Regions from separate parts of the Mus musculus genome. Here all the other regions are linked to region 1. The links are chromatin contacts, called in public Hi-C and promoter capture Hi-C maps. All regions are on one chromosome and are shown on one strand. The core of a region is the stretch at or near the end of the contact, and the rest is flanking DNA. Distances in the headings are between cores, read along the strand shown. Region 1 holds the start of Top2b (topoisomerase (DNA) II beta). Region 2 has its middle 42 kb from the start of Oxsm. Region 3 has its middle 70 kb from the start of Oxsm. Region 4 holds the start of Rarb (retinoic acid receptor, beta).

What was found. Promoter capture Hi-C pulls out the DNA fragments that hold promoters and counts their contacts. A called contact is a pair of places that touch in the nucleus more often than the background predicts.
Region 2: a promoter capture Hi-C map of neural stem cells shows a contact between it and region 1. The contact joins the enhancer-like site here to the promoter of Top2b in region 1. A contact is called at or near these places in 5 of 39 promoter capture datasets (the C10 cell line, embryonic stem cells, neural stem cells and 1 more), 2 of 15 datasets of contacts at CTCF or cohesin (the NIH/3T3 cell line and large pre-B cells), 25 of 484 Hi-C or Micro-C datasets (B cells, the C10 cell line, CD4 T cells and 15 more), 18 of 115 datasets of contacts at active chromatin or transcription factors (the 230-238 cell line, the SCID.adh cell line, T-cell acute lymphoblastic leukemia and 14 more) and 3 of 9 other capture datasets (adipose tissue, liver and pancreatic islet).
Region 3: a Hi-C map of CD8 T cells shows a contact between it and region 1, with 2.9 times the contacts expected there. The contact joins the enhancer-like site here to the promoter of Top2b in region 1. A contact is called at or near these places in 3 of 39 promoter capture datasets (the C10 cell line and pre-B cells), 9 of 484 Hi-C or Micro-C datasets (CD8 T cells, DN3 thymocytes, Th2 cells and 4 more), 8 of 115 datasets of contacts at active chromatin or transcription factors (the 230-238 cell line, CD8 T cells, DN3 thymocytes and 4 more) and 2 of 9 other capture datasets (adipose tissue and liver).
Region 4: a contact with region 1 is called in a promoter capture Hi-C map of liver, with 3 times the contacts expected there. The contact joins the promoter of Rarb here to the promoter of Top2b in region 1. A contact is called at or near these places in 2 of 39 promoter capture datasets (both in liver) and 1 of 484 Hi-C or Micro-C datasets (liver).

Annotation. Positions count from the first base shown.
Region 1 is chr14:16,363,419-16,366,693 of GRCm38.p6, forward strand. It overlaps Top2b (topoisomerase (DNA) II beta), which reads left to right and starts at 1,788. Exons shown (of 36, transcript NM_009409.2): 1 at 1,788-2,308. The coding sequence starts at 2,261.
Region 2 is chr14:16,199,736-16,203,045 of GRCm38.p6, forward strand. No RefSeq gene overlaps it. Among named protein-coding and RNA genes, the nearest start is that of Oxsm, 42 kb to the right of the region's middle. Within about 2 kb of position 1,981, at least 44 of the 459 cell types and tissues checked have an H3K27ac peak or open chromatin away from gene starts, as enhancers often do. A contact at or near this core is called in cerebellar granule neurons, cerebellum, cerebral cortex and 9 more, where this site is marked.
Region 3 is chr14:16,171,892-16,174,952 of GRCm38.p6, forward strand. It overlaps the pseudogene Gm8517. Among named protein-coding and RNA genes, the nearest start is that of Oxsm, 70 kb to the right of the region's middle. Within about 2 kb of position 1,655, at least 65 of the 459 cell types and tissues checked have an H3K27ac peak or open chromatin away from gene starts, as enhancers often do. A contact at or near this core is called in the 230-238 cell line, CD8 T cells, DN3 thymocytes and 8 more, where this site is marked.
Region 4 is chr14:16,573,898-16,576,970 of GRCm38.p6, forward strand. Rarb (retinoic acid receptor, beta) reads right to left here and starts at 1,579. Exons shown (of 8, transcript NM_011243.2): 1 at 961-1,579. The coding sequence starts at 1,117.

The DNA of each region.
Region 1 (3,275 bases), core at 538-3,037:
AATTAGAAAAGTTTATTTACACTTATAAAGCCAATGACTTTTAAACAGTGCATCAGAGGGAGATGAATTTTACTAATTAACTATTTGGATTTTGGGTTCAAAATTTGAAGCTTAAGAGTTTTTAAAATGATGTTTTAAAAAGAAGACAAGAGCTGAATATGGTGGTTATTCGTGGAATCCCAGCGATTGGGAGCCTGAGATAAAGGATCAAGGGTTCAAGGTCAGCCTAAGCTACAGCAAGACCTCTCAAAATCAGAGAAAGGGACAGCTTGGCTTTTATATAAGCATACATACATTTATCTGTAAAATTCCCAACCTTTAAAATCATCTGTTTTCTAACATGAAGTATTTGGGTACTTAGGGATGTAAAGTCACAATACATAAATGAGTATAAGTCCCCAGGTAAGAAGGCCCGATGATGGACTTGGGAAAGCTGGTAACATGACTGTGGTGCTTTAGAGTCAGGGGCGCAGCCCAGCTTAGATCCTGCCTAGCGCTTTATAAGCTTTAACACTAGATTCAAAGTAAAGAAAGGTTTTGGTGTTCTTAGTCAGAATCCCCAAATAAACTGAAATTCCACGGTCTCCAGAGAGCTAATTAAGAACTACATTGAAATGATTTCCGTGTTTCAGAGCTCCCCACTTGGATTCAGAATGCAGCAGCGATTGAGAGGTGTGACCCCAAAGTTTCCCTTAAGGGAAGCACTCAGCTGCCGGAGAGACTCAAGGAAATACTTTCACAGAAAGTTGTTAGCTCTAGCTGGGTAAAGTTCTTCGGTGTGGTGTCCTCCTGTTAGTCACTCTTGGAAGATTGACGTCGGAGGAGGCTGTTGTCCCTTTAAACCCATTGCCACGCCTGACAGAGCATGGCTGGGAGTATGCCCAAAGAGAACTTGTTGAATGCAATTCCATTTACAGGCTGGGTGAAGTCAAGAGCTCTTCCATCTGCCAAAAGCTTTGGCGTTGCAAATTTTATTCTTAGAAAGCTTCCACACGAAAAAAGTCTATTTCATGATGTGTACCTGAAAGCTGAGAAGTGACAGGGACCTGTCTGCATTGTTGGGAGGAAAGGTCTGTAGCCAGAAAAGGGAGTCCTGACCCGTTCGCATTCCTTCCCGGGAACGTTCTCTGGGCACTCTTAGCACCCCAAGTTCCCTAACTGGTGGCACTGAAGACCGCTTGCCCTGTTTAGGGGCAAGGCAGAGAGACGGTCGGTCGGGGGTCGGGCGGATGCAGCAGCAACCTGGGGCCTGAGCGCGGGGTCCGGCTGCTCTAGGCGGCGCACGGTCCCGTCTGCAGTTCGCTAGCTCCCTCCGGGGCCCAGTCCCTGGGGGCGGCTAGGGCTTCCTGCCTCCCTGCCCCCAACCCTCCCCCCCCCCCCCCCCGCTCCCGCTCCCCCCGCGGCCTCGCGGCAAGTCTGCAGGACACAGTCCGGAGGTTTCCACAGCCCTTGTCCCAGGACTCCCGGCTCCTTTGGATGCCCCGGAATGACTCTTGACAGCCGCCTGCTCTCCCTTCTGACGGAAACCCCATTCACTCGCCTCGCTCTCCCTTACACTCTCTCTCAGACACAAACAAAAAACCCAAGTCTGCCTCTCAGTTGCTACCCGCAATGACGTTTTCCCCTCGGGTCCCGCCCCCCTAGGGGCCTGAAATTTTGGGATTGGTCGAAGTACTGTAGTGACAAGGCTGTGATTGGACGATCCATGGTTGACTGACAGCCGGTGACCACCGCACCCTCCCCCTCCCGGAGCGCGCCTGTGTGTGCCGTGTTATGCCGGACTAAAGGGAGGCCACCACGGCGGCTCTGTTTATTGTCCCTCTTGGACTGTGCTCCGGAGGACCGGTTCAGACGCCGCTTGGGCGGTTTTGAGGCAGTGGCGGCCTTTGAGGCTGCGGCGACCGCGGCGAGGACTCTGCGGCTTCGGTGGCTTGAGGAGAAGCAGCGGCTCATTCCTGTCAGGGCTCTGGCTCGCGAGTCCTAGCCGGCCCGCTTCAACCTCGTCCCTCATCCGCGATCCCAATCGCCCGCGTGGGTCCCGGAAGGCCGCGCCGCATCGCCAGCCCTTCCTAGTCCTCGACCACTCTGTAGGCCCGGGCGCCGCGCTCGAGTTTGAGGGCGGCGGGCAGCGCGGCCTCCTCAGCGGCTCGGGCCCGCGATGGGGCGCGGCTAGGAGTGCTGCGCGCAGCGGTCAGTGCGAGCGGCGGGCCCGGCGTCCCCGGAGCGCGAGCAGCCCCTGGCCTGCACGGGAGGCGCTGCCATGGCCAAGTCCAGCCTCGCGGGCTCTGACGGGGCGCTGACCTGGGTGGTGAGTGCGGCGCGGGCGGGCGCATTGTTCGTGGGCCGCGGGCGACGCGGGCGGGGTGAGAGCGTGGTGCGGCGGGCGCCCTGTCAGGCTGCAGTCGGGGCCTAGCCCCGTGTGCCCTTTCTCTCTGCTTTCGCCTCCACCAAGGCTCAGGCTGCTGAACAATGCTCACCGGAAACTTCAGGGTGCACACCGAGAGTGGGGGGACCGCGATAATGCGAGCCTCCGGGCCAACCCTCCATAAGTGCAGCACCAGAAAATAGTGCCCGGTATGCTACGGCTTCCGGCGGCCTGTCCCAGAGGAATGTGCACTTGAATGGTCACTGCGGGTTGCGCCTCCCCAGAAAAGGCTCATTCCGCAGAGAGGGTATTTGGGACGACTTTGACAGCAGGCTAGAGACCGCCCGCGGGATTAAAAGAAGAGTTTACTTACGTCAGCCTCCCGTGTACACCGTGTGGGGGCCCAGGGGTGTCCCTCGGAGGTGAGGGGGTGCTTAAGCCTGAACTTGGAGGATTGCAGAGCTCAGTTCCTGGAGGGAGGTGGACTTAGCAAGTGCAGCGGGAGCAGTTGGAACGCGGCTCCCAGGACAGATCGATAACTCCAGCATTTCACTTACTCAGCACTGAGTTCAGACCAGGGTCATTTCCCAAACAAAACACCGGACTTAGTAGATGAGGCCAGCAGCTTGGACAGAAAATTTACACATTTCAGGGACTTTAACACATCCCTTCCAGAGGATCCTAGTTCCCCGCCTTTTGAACACACTAAGGAACTTTGGTATTGGTTGGCATTTTTGTTCCTTGTTTTCTTTGTTTGGTTGAGGTTTCGATGAGGCTGGGGTAGCAGTCGTTTCTATCGACAAGTGTTGTTTATAAAAAGGATGTTTCTATGAAGAGCAGAAAAACAGTTTCAGCATTTGCAGGGCCTCGAGAAGATACTTTACAGTGTAACTTGCCAGGTACTTATCTT
Region 2 (3,310 bases), core at 731-3,230, 160 kb before region 1:
TAAAATTCTTCTGATAATTTTTTTCTGAAAGGATAATTCAAGAAACTGGAGCCAGATGTGGTTGTATATGCTGTTAATCCCAACATTTAGAAGGCAGAGAGACAAGAGGATGTCTGTTCATTTGAAGCCAGTCTGACTTACATAGTGAGTTCCAGGACCACCAAATCTGTATACAGAGACCCTGGCTCAAAATTACCAAAAGGAGAGAGAGAGAGAGAGAGAGAGAGAGAGAGAGAGAGAGAGAGTTTTCACTAACTTTTTAGTAGAAAATAAGCAACCTTTTTTTTTAAACTGGGAATAGCAGATACCGTATAGAACTCTGTGATAACTGGATGATTATGTATCAGAACTCCCAAAATGAAACTACTATATTTTGTCCTTTCATGCCCCTCATACTATTGTGGCTGAAGCCACTTTAAGGATATACACAAGATATGTCTTCTAGGGATCTTTTAAGGGAGGAAAATTATTTCACTACAGAAGAAACAAAATTAGTTTGGGTGTATGCTGGGAATAGAACTCAGGTCCTCTGCTGAAGGGGCAGACAGTCTTAACCGCTAAGCTGTCTTTCCATCCAACCCTAATTGAGGTTTTCAACCAGCAGCTCTTTCTGAGACAAAAGCATGGGCTGGTACGTTTGACCCCCACTGATTCCTCCTGACAGTTGCCGGGTAGGGTAGCTGCAGCATCTAGGGTAGAGGGTCTCTCCTCAGAACTTCAGATCTCTCTGGATCTGCACAGGAAGTCTAGTCCCCTAGAGCCACCTACTTTCTGTCACCAACCATTCCTGAGGACTGAGCTCAGAACTGTTTTTATTTTTAGTAAATGCCCTTCTCTACAATCTATTTTCCTCATCTGCCATAAAAGGCTTCAGGATAGTTTGTGAACACAAATACCCGAGGGATCTTCTTGCAACCCCATGTAATGTTCATATCCATAATATCCTGTGGTTTGGTTTGGCTTTGTGGAATCAAAAGAGAAAATATTATGCATGGCATTTCTTTGTTTAAAAAAAATCTATTGAACCAGCTCTGGAGAATTCATACCTGCTGAGCTTTAAAGCATAGCACAGCGAGTGATTAAAATCCTGTTGTTTCTGCTGGCTTTGCGTCTTTGTGAGAGTTATTCATCAGAGAAAGGTCTTGCTTTCTGTATTTACAGTGCTTTTCTCCAAAAGTTGGGAAAAATAAAACAAAAACTGGAAAGGAAGCTTAAAAGTTGAAGTAGTCTAGACACAGGGTGGGCTTTATAAGAGCCGGGACTTCGTCTGAAAGTGCACAGTATAAACCCTGCTTCACGTTCATTTACATAATTGGCTGCCCAGCATTTACATAATTGGCTGAACCCGGAGGTCTGCTATCTGGAAGCAGCACTTCCAGTTTTGATCCTTTCAATCCTGTGTTGGGCAGCCCTGGCAGCTGGACCCTCCCTCCCCCACTCTCTCCTGGCACACATCCAGGAGTGTTTGCATAGATCCCAGCTGGTGGCATATTGAACAATTTTACTGGAAGACCACATTTGGCAAGCAGGTGCCATTGGGCACCAGGCATTCTCCACGTGATGAAATCACATCTCCCAGCCTCACACTTCTTGATTAACTGATGAGGCTAAACTTCATTGTTTCTGAGCAAAGGCTTTCTATTCAAATCACGTCTTATGGCAGAAGAAGCTGTCAGGCTCAGAGCAATCACACTGACCAGATCTTTCTTTACAGTAAACTGTGGCAGCTGCCTGGGTTGTATAGAAAGTACACTGTGACACGGGGACTAAATGAATATCTTTGATAGCTGCACTGCCACAATTGATATAAAAAGAATAAATACGCAATTGAGAAAATTATAGGTAGTCAGACTCAATTATTTAATTAGCCTAGCCAATTTGAATGTACTAATCATTTTATACTTAGCATATCTGATTTTATGTCTCTCTTAAATAGTTATTATTCACCTGCTCTAATGTGAATAGGACTTGTCCCCTCTGGAACTCATTTTGAAAAGTTACTGGGGGCATCAGCAATTGAACTCAGGACCTTGCACATGCCAAGCATATGCATCACTACTGAATCCCACGGTCAGCCTCATGTTGACACTTGATTATCAGTTCAAGAGTGTTAGGAGCTGAGCCAGAGGAAGGTTATATGGGTCATCAGAGGGAGCCTTCACGAGTAAACTTATGCATTCTGCTAGAAGGGGAAGTTGCTGCTGGATGCTTGGTATCTCCTCTTGTTCTCACCATCTCTCCAGGCACACACTCACCCTCTTGGTTTTCCATTATCACAAAGCAGCATATGTTCCTGGCTACGTGGGATGTGGGATGTGGTCCCTGGTCATAAAAGACCCAACCTCCCGGACCACACCTAAAACAAACCTATATTTCTTTAAAATTAGAGTCTCAGATGTTTTCTTAAATCAACATAAAATCAACTAACAGTAAATACCTTAAATAACCTTCGATTTTGTACACATTTATTTTCCTGTTTGCTTGCTTGCTTGATTTCTCTTTTTTTCTTTTCCTTCCTTCCTTTCTTCTTTGATTTCCCTCCTTTCCTTTTTTAATTTCTTTTAAGAGACTGTTTCCCTGTGTAACTGCAGGTGGTCAAGAACTTTCTGTATAGATTACTGCCTGCCTCTACCTCGAAAATGCTAGATCAAAGGCATGGTCCCTGCCTGACTATACACTAGTCTTCTACGTTTGTTTGTTTGTTTGGTTGGTTGGTTGGTTGGTTGGTTTTGGTTTTTGAGACAGGGTTTCTCTGTATAGCCCTGGCTGTCCTGGAACTCTTAGCCAAATGATGTAATGCATACAGACATAAATATATCCACATGTACACATACATATATCTCTCTATATATGTGCACATGTGCATACATGCACACATGTACATATACAGATATATACACACATGTACACTAACACAGTCACATATGTCCACCAGTTCACTGGTGAGCTCTTGCTGGCCACTGAACCTTCCCAGTAGATCTGTACATTAGGTTTGTGCTGATTGAAATGTCTGGTACCACCAGGGTTCTTTTGAGTCTCTAAGCAGCTATGTTTACCCCTGGGGGATTCTGGCGTTCCCTCTAGCTATGGTTTCCTCTCAGTGCACTCAGTGCACTAGGGGATTTGCACCTAGGTTCCTCCTTTCCATCTGCACTTTAAGTCCTTCTAGTACTGTGTGATACAAGATTCTCCTTAAACAGCTGCTATGTTACAAACTCTATACAGCTTAGACCTCGTGCACGCAGGGACAACGGACTTGCACTTGCTTCAAACTGCAGAGCAACTCCTGGGAATTAAGGGGTAGATGGGT
Region 3 (3,061 bases), core at 405-2,904, 190 kb before region 1:
GCTGCTAAAGAAACTTAAAGTTTGGGATGACATCAAAAATGTCTATTCCTCTCAGAGGACGAGAGGTGGCAAAAGCCAAGTGAGAAACCAACAGCAGACCCAGCAGTGGGGACCCTGTGTCCTATACAATGAAGATAATGGTTTCATCAAGGCCTTCAGAAACATCCTTGGTATTACTCTACTTAATGTAAGCAAAAACATTTTAAAATCTACTCCTGGTGGGCATGTGGGATGTCTCAGAATTTGGACTCAAAGTGCTTTCTGGAAGTTAGATGAGTAGTATGGCATTTGGCATAAGGCTGCTTTCCTCAAGAGTAACTGTAACCTTCCCATGCACAAGACGATGAACTCAGATCTTAGCAGAATCTTGAAAATCCCAGAGATTCAAAGAGCCCCCTGAGCACCACACAAGAAGATTCAGTGTAGAGTCTTGAAGAAGAATCCACTGAAGAACCACAAAGACTATGCACAGGAATACCATTCTTCCTAAGGCCAGAATCACAAACTTCAGGTGAAAAACTGGAAACAGCAGCCACTGCACAGGCAGCCAACTTGAAGAAGGTTGCAGCACAGGAGACTGCAGACAAGAAGTCGGCTGTAGGCAAGGAAGAAAGGAAGCCCAAGGATGTCAAGAAGATAAGAAGCCTGCAGGGGAAAAGGGTTGTGGCTACCAAGAAAACCAGCAGAAAAGAAACCTACCACAGAAGGAAAAAAGCCGGCTGCATAAACGATTAAAATTTGTTTCATTCCAGAGAGCCAATAGAGACAGTCTATTTGAATAAAAACATAACCAAAGGGGAAAAAACTAGCCCACACAAAAACACATAAAAAGAAAGCTATCTTGCTAAAATTCAATTGATTGAAAGAAAATAGAAAATCTAAAATAGCAATAAAAAATGTCAGAACTTCAGTACAACTGTCGCTTTTAAATGAAAGCAAATATTTTATAATAAATTGATAGATTATATTCTGTTTTTTAAAATGTGTGTGATGAATGTGAATTCAAGCATCAAATGGGGTACACTGAGGCACAGAATGGAAAACTGATTTCTTGGAACCTCACTAAGTGTATGAAGCCATCTACAAAAAGTGACAAATGCCATTACATAGTCTCGAGGTCTCATTTTATATACCTCCATTAAGGAACCCCTTTGTGATTTCACATATGTGACAGTGTCTGTGGGGCCACATAAGGATCCCATATTTGAGGCTGTGTCTGTCTTAGCCCTAAATCCAAGATGTACCAGCCAGGACACAGTCAGTAACTCTTCAATCTTCATATTGTAAGAAACATTTAATATTAGACTGTCCTGACAAACACTACAAAACTTTTGTTTACAACAAGGAATTCCAATCTCTTTACTTTCCCCATCTGGTAAAACCTTTATGCAAATGTTTTCATCCTTTCCAGGGTAAGCCTGATTTTACACAAATGCCCTGCTTGGCATCATCATATCTTAATGGTTCACTGCTCTGCTCATCTTCATTGTTTGCTCCAATTGTTTTGAAATTATCTACCCTCAAAAGACCATGAGGTCAAATCTCAGCCAATGGGGAAAAGACACAGTCAGCGGCTAGTTAAACACAAACTAATTGCACTTCCTGTGCAGGTGTGCTTGCTCACCCACAAACCGAGTTCACTTCCTGGGCAGGTGTGCTTGCTCAACCATCATTGTGAATAACACACCCTTCTGACAGGAAATAAACTTCTTTGTTGAGACACTTTAACCTGATTGTAATCTCTTTCTTTGCAACTTCAAACTTATTTCTAACAGCATCTTTCCTTGCCTCGTCCTAAATCAGTCTTGACTTGCTTAGGGAAGCCCTATTGCTGTTATGTAAGAGTACTAAACATTGTCTTATTGCCTTAAGCCACTGTGATTTCCAATGTTCTCTACTTGCCCCCTAAAGGTCAATGCTTGATCCAGGATCCACAGACTCACAGGCATGCAACATCAGTGAGTATTTTCTACCTTGACTTTCCCAACCACCAAGGCTCATCTGTTTAGTCCCTTTATGATGAGTCTGGCTATTTTACCCTAGTCTTGACCCTCATGGGATCTTTTCCAGGACTTCAAATGAATCCCTGAATGCTAGGCCTTCCATTTTTCCTCAGCCTAGCCTTGTTTCAGATATACCTCATTCTACCTCTGACCTTCTGATGTGCCTCCTTTGGTCCTTTCCAGGCTACCACTCAGTAGCAAGTAGCAAGGCTGTGGTCAATTATATCACATGTGGTTCCTGATAGACATCAAAAACTTCCATACCCACAAACCAGGCCTGGCTTGTCCAGCCTCTGCCCTATGCCCAAGCCTCAACCCTAGCTTCCAAATCTGCTATTTAATTTGCCCTTCTGCCCTGTTAAAGCCCTGCCAAGAAAATTTAATAACTGTAATTGCTTGCTGTAGTCATAATTAATCTGGAAAATGTGGAAGTGGTCTGTGTTACAGGTAGGAGTGCTTTACACAGGGATCTAGAGACATTCACACATGTAGCAAAACCAGAGGAAATTTGGCTACCAGCACTTTCACAGAGAACTTGCCTCAATCAGGATGTGGCTGATCCTCTAGGACTCTCTAAAAGCATCTTTGGAAACTCTACCTCTTTCTAACCAAGTGTTCCTACTGAAAACTCTCTACTAGGACCTAGGCAGGGAAGTATTCTTAAAAGGGCATTTCCCAAATTCTCCTCTGCCACAGGAACTTGAAGGAGGGGAAAATGGTCTGAATACAGACACAAGTGGTTAACCAAAATGATATATTCTACATTTTGCTTCCAGTGAGGCCCCTACAAGTAGACTCTCCTAGTTGGAGCCTGATCCTATATCCTCAGTCTGACTAAGGCATTGATTCAAACCAGATAAACCTTTTAGGACCAGAATGGTACTTGCCATATGACCCAAGTTTTCTGCTTTCTGGAGTCTCTGAGGAACAAAGATTTTTCTAGGACTGAGACAGACAAACCCAAGACACCAGAGGGCTTCATTCCTGGGACCTTAGATGTTCAGGCCACAGATGTTTCCTCAAGGTAGGCATTTCCTCAGGATAACTGTGGAGCTGAC
Region 4 (3,073 bases), core at 329-2,828, 210 kb after region 1:
CCATTTATCTAAATCACTGTCAGGGTGGCGAAGCATCCTGCAGGCTCCCACTACCATCAGCTCTATGTAAGATTTCCCAGGACTCCTGGTCATTTCTCAGGCCTGCAGCTGAGCTACTGTTGACTGATGAAGCTGAAGCACCATGTCAGCATCAGATAACCAAACAGTCAATATTGTTTTTGAAAACGAGGCTACCCCATTTAGATTTCTTTTCCTTTAACTGAAGTCCAGGCTCCTGACTGAATTGTAAGGTATGGAAATAATGAATGGCCAGCCCGAGGGGTGTTGGTGACCAGGAGTAACCTAGCAAAACAGAAACTTCTTAGACCAACAAAGTAACTCGGAGAGATGGCAGTGGGGTCACAGCTAAGACATATTGCCTTTTCTCGGTGAAGGGAACGAGGGAGGCAGCATCTTGCACCATCCTGCCCGGTACATTATGAACTCTGATTAACCGCCTTTACACGGTTGCATTCCTTGAAGAGACCATGTCATATTTTAATTACTTTGCACTGTTGAAATACATAAGGGGGAAGTGTTACTGAGCTCGTGGCTAATCCCAGCAAAGTTAAGTCCCCTCTCTACCCGTTACACAAATTGCATGGAATATCAGATTGCACTACTTGAAGAATGTTCAAAGTCCGTGGTCACCTTCTATTTTTCCCCTTCCTTTCGTACTTATTTAAAAACAAACAAACAAACAAACAAAAAACACCTATCTTCAAGAAAGAATAGGGTGGTAAGGGAGAACAGGGGCGCAGGAGCGTTTCAAGAAACCTCTCCAAGGGAATTTCAGCAGAGGGAATCCATATGCATGGCAGCCTATCACACCCCTTCAGCATTAAATCATTAAACCCTTTGTCTTGCCACCACTGCACTTTATTCCAGTGTCTTTATTGCATGCAAGAGAGACATTTATTTTTCCTTGGTAAAAGAAAGGAAAAAAAATAATAAACCTACATTGAGCAGTATGCCGGTGCTGCCATTCGGCCTGGGTGAATCCACTGAGGCAGGCTTTGAGAGCCTTTTCCTGCAGCATGCAGGAGGAAGGGCTCGCGGTGTAGAAATCCAGGATCTGCCCGGGACTCACTGACAGAACATCCATACAGTCAAACATGATCTCTCCGCACCGCGCTCTGCAAAAGTGCTTATCCTCTAGGTGTGGAGGCGAGCCGCACAGAAAAGTCCACGAACTCCATCAAACTCTGCCCCTTTTTTGGCACGTAGGCTGTTGGTCTTTTTCCCAGCCCCGAATCATGAATTATGACAGACAAGCCAGCTAAAAGCCTGTAATTGATCCAAATGATCATTTACCATTTTCCAGGCTCGCTCGGCCGATCCAGCCAGGGCGGGGGTTCCCGCACCGATCCCAAGTTCTCCCTTCCAGGCGACGCCCGCGCAGGCCTCCGGGAGCGCGCGGGTCCTACCCCGCCGGTGCCCAGACGCTCCCTGCCCGGGTGGCTCGCGTCCTCTGCATCCCAGTCTTGTGGCCGCGGCGCACGGGAACTCTGGTCCCCCCCTTTGGCAAAGAATAGACCCTCCTGCCTCGGAGCAGCTCACTTCCTACCACTTCTGTCACACGGAATGAAAGATTGAATTGCCTAATATATGCGAGTGAACTTTCGGTGAACCCTTCCCGGGCTGCTAACCTTCAAATGACCCAACCAGTCTGACATCACCAACTCCCAGGATTCTCACAGCGCTTAAAAACTCCCAGCAGCCCTGCAAGAGCCTTCAGCCAGCGAGTCCGCGGCCAGCCGCGCGGTGCTCCCCACGGCTCAGCGTGCAAACAATGCCAGGAGCGCAGGGAGGAGCGGGAGTGCGGCTGCGGTTTGCGCCTTTTCATCGGCCGGCCCTGGCAGGGAGACCCTCGCCCTCAGCTCGCCTCTGAAATTCCTCTCTGCTCTCCTGTTCCTGGCCAAGCCCTTGCAACTTAGGTATCTTTCCACTCCCGTAAAAGCACTCCGCAAGCCCCGAACTGCCCATCAGGAGCCCCGCCACCGCTCGCAGAGGGAAGCCTCTGGGGCCGGGAAACTTTCCATTAAGCCTGCCGTCTTTTTATTCCTTCTTCATATTATTATTATTATTATTATTATTATTATTTCCTCCCTTTTTCTCACTCTTTCAGGCTTTAGCTGAGCTCGCTGAAGGGATTGTCCTAGCTCCGGAGGGGAGAGAAAAGTCCCTTCTGGGATCTACTTAGACTTTAAAAACCCTGCAGGCAGAAACACCTGGAGCAGTCACAGATTAGTTGCACCAAACTCTGTTCCTAATCTCACCTTTCTCTTCTTTCTATCCACCACCTCCCTCCCCCCACCCCCCACCCCCCACCCCCCATTGCCAATCGCACTCTCACAAACACAGAAAGTGAAAGGCAAAACACAGAGACTGAGGTGTGTGTGTGTGTGTGTGTGTGTGTGTGTGTGTGAGAGAGAGAGAGAGAGAGAGAGAGAGAGACAGACAGACAGAGAGAGATATAGAGACAGAGAGAGACAGAGAGAGATATAGAGACAGAGAGAGACAGAGAGAGATATAGAGACAGAGAGAGACAGAGAGAGATATAGAGACAGAGAGAGAGAGACAGAGAAAGAATTTTAGATTCTGGTTTGCTGGTTGGTGAAAACAGTAACTCTGTCACTGGCCATCTGTGTGTCTAGGAAAATACTGATTTTCTCTAGGACCCAGTTTTCTCATCTGTATACCATCCATAGAACGTAAATAACTACCTGTCACTTCTCAATAAACACACAAAAGGAATATTAGCAGTGTCTCAGCCTCCTGTTTCTAGCTGTGGGACTTTTGCCAAGGATACCCAGACCTTCCTGAGGCTACAGTGTTCAGCAGTTAGTAGACTTGTGCCCTGTCTGAACCCACGCCAATCCTCAGTCTATGCACAGAGTGTTGGTGGCCACTTCGTCAGGCACAGGTCCCCACACATAACGTGGAGTTTGAAAATACTCCTCATACTGGGCAAGTATGAGGGTTTTATAATTCTGAAAGCTAGACTTGGCTCAGACCACCCCTGTCCAATTATACCTGTTTTAAAAAAATACAAATAAAAAACCTAATCTTC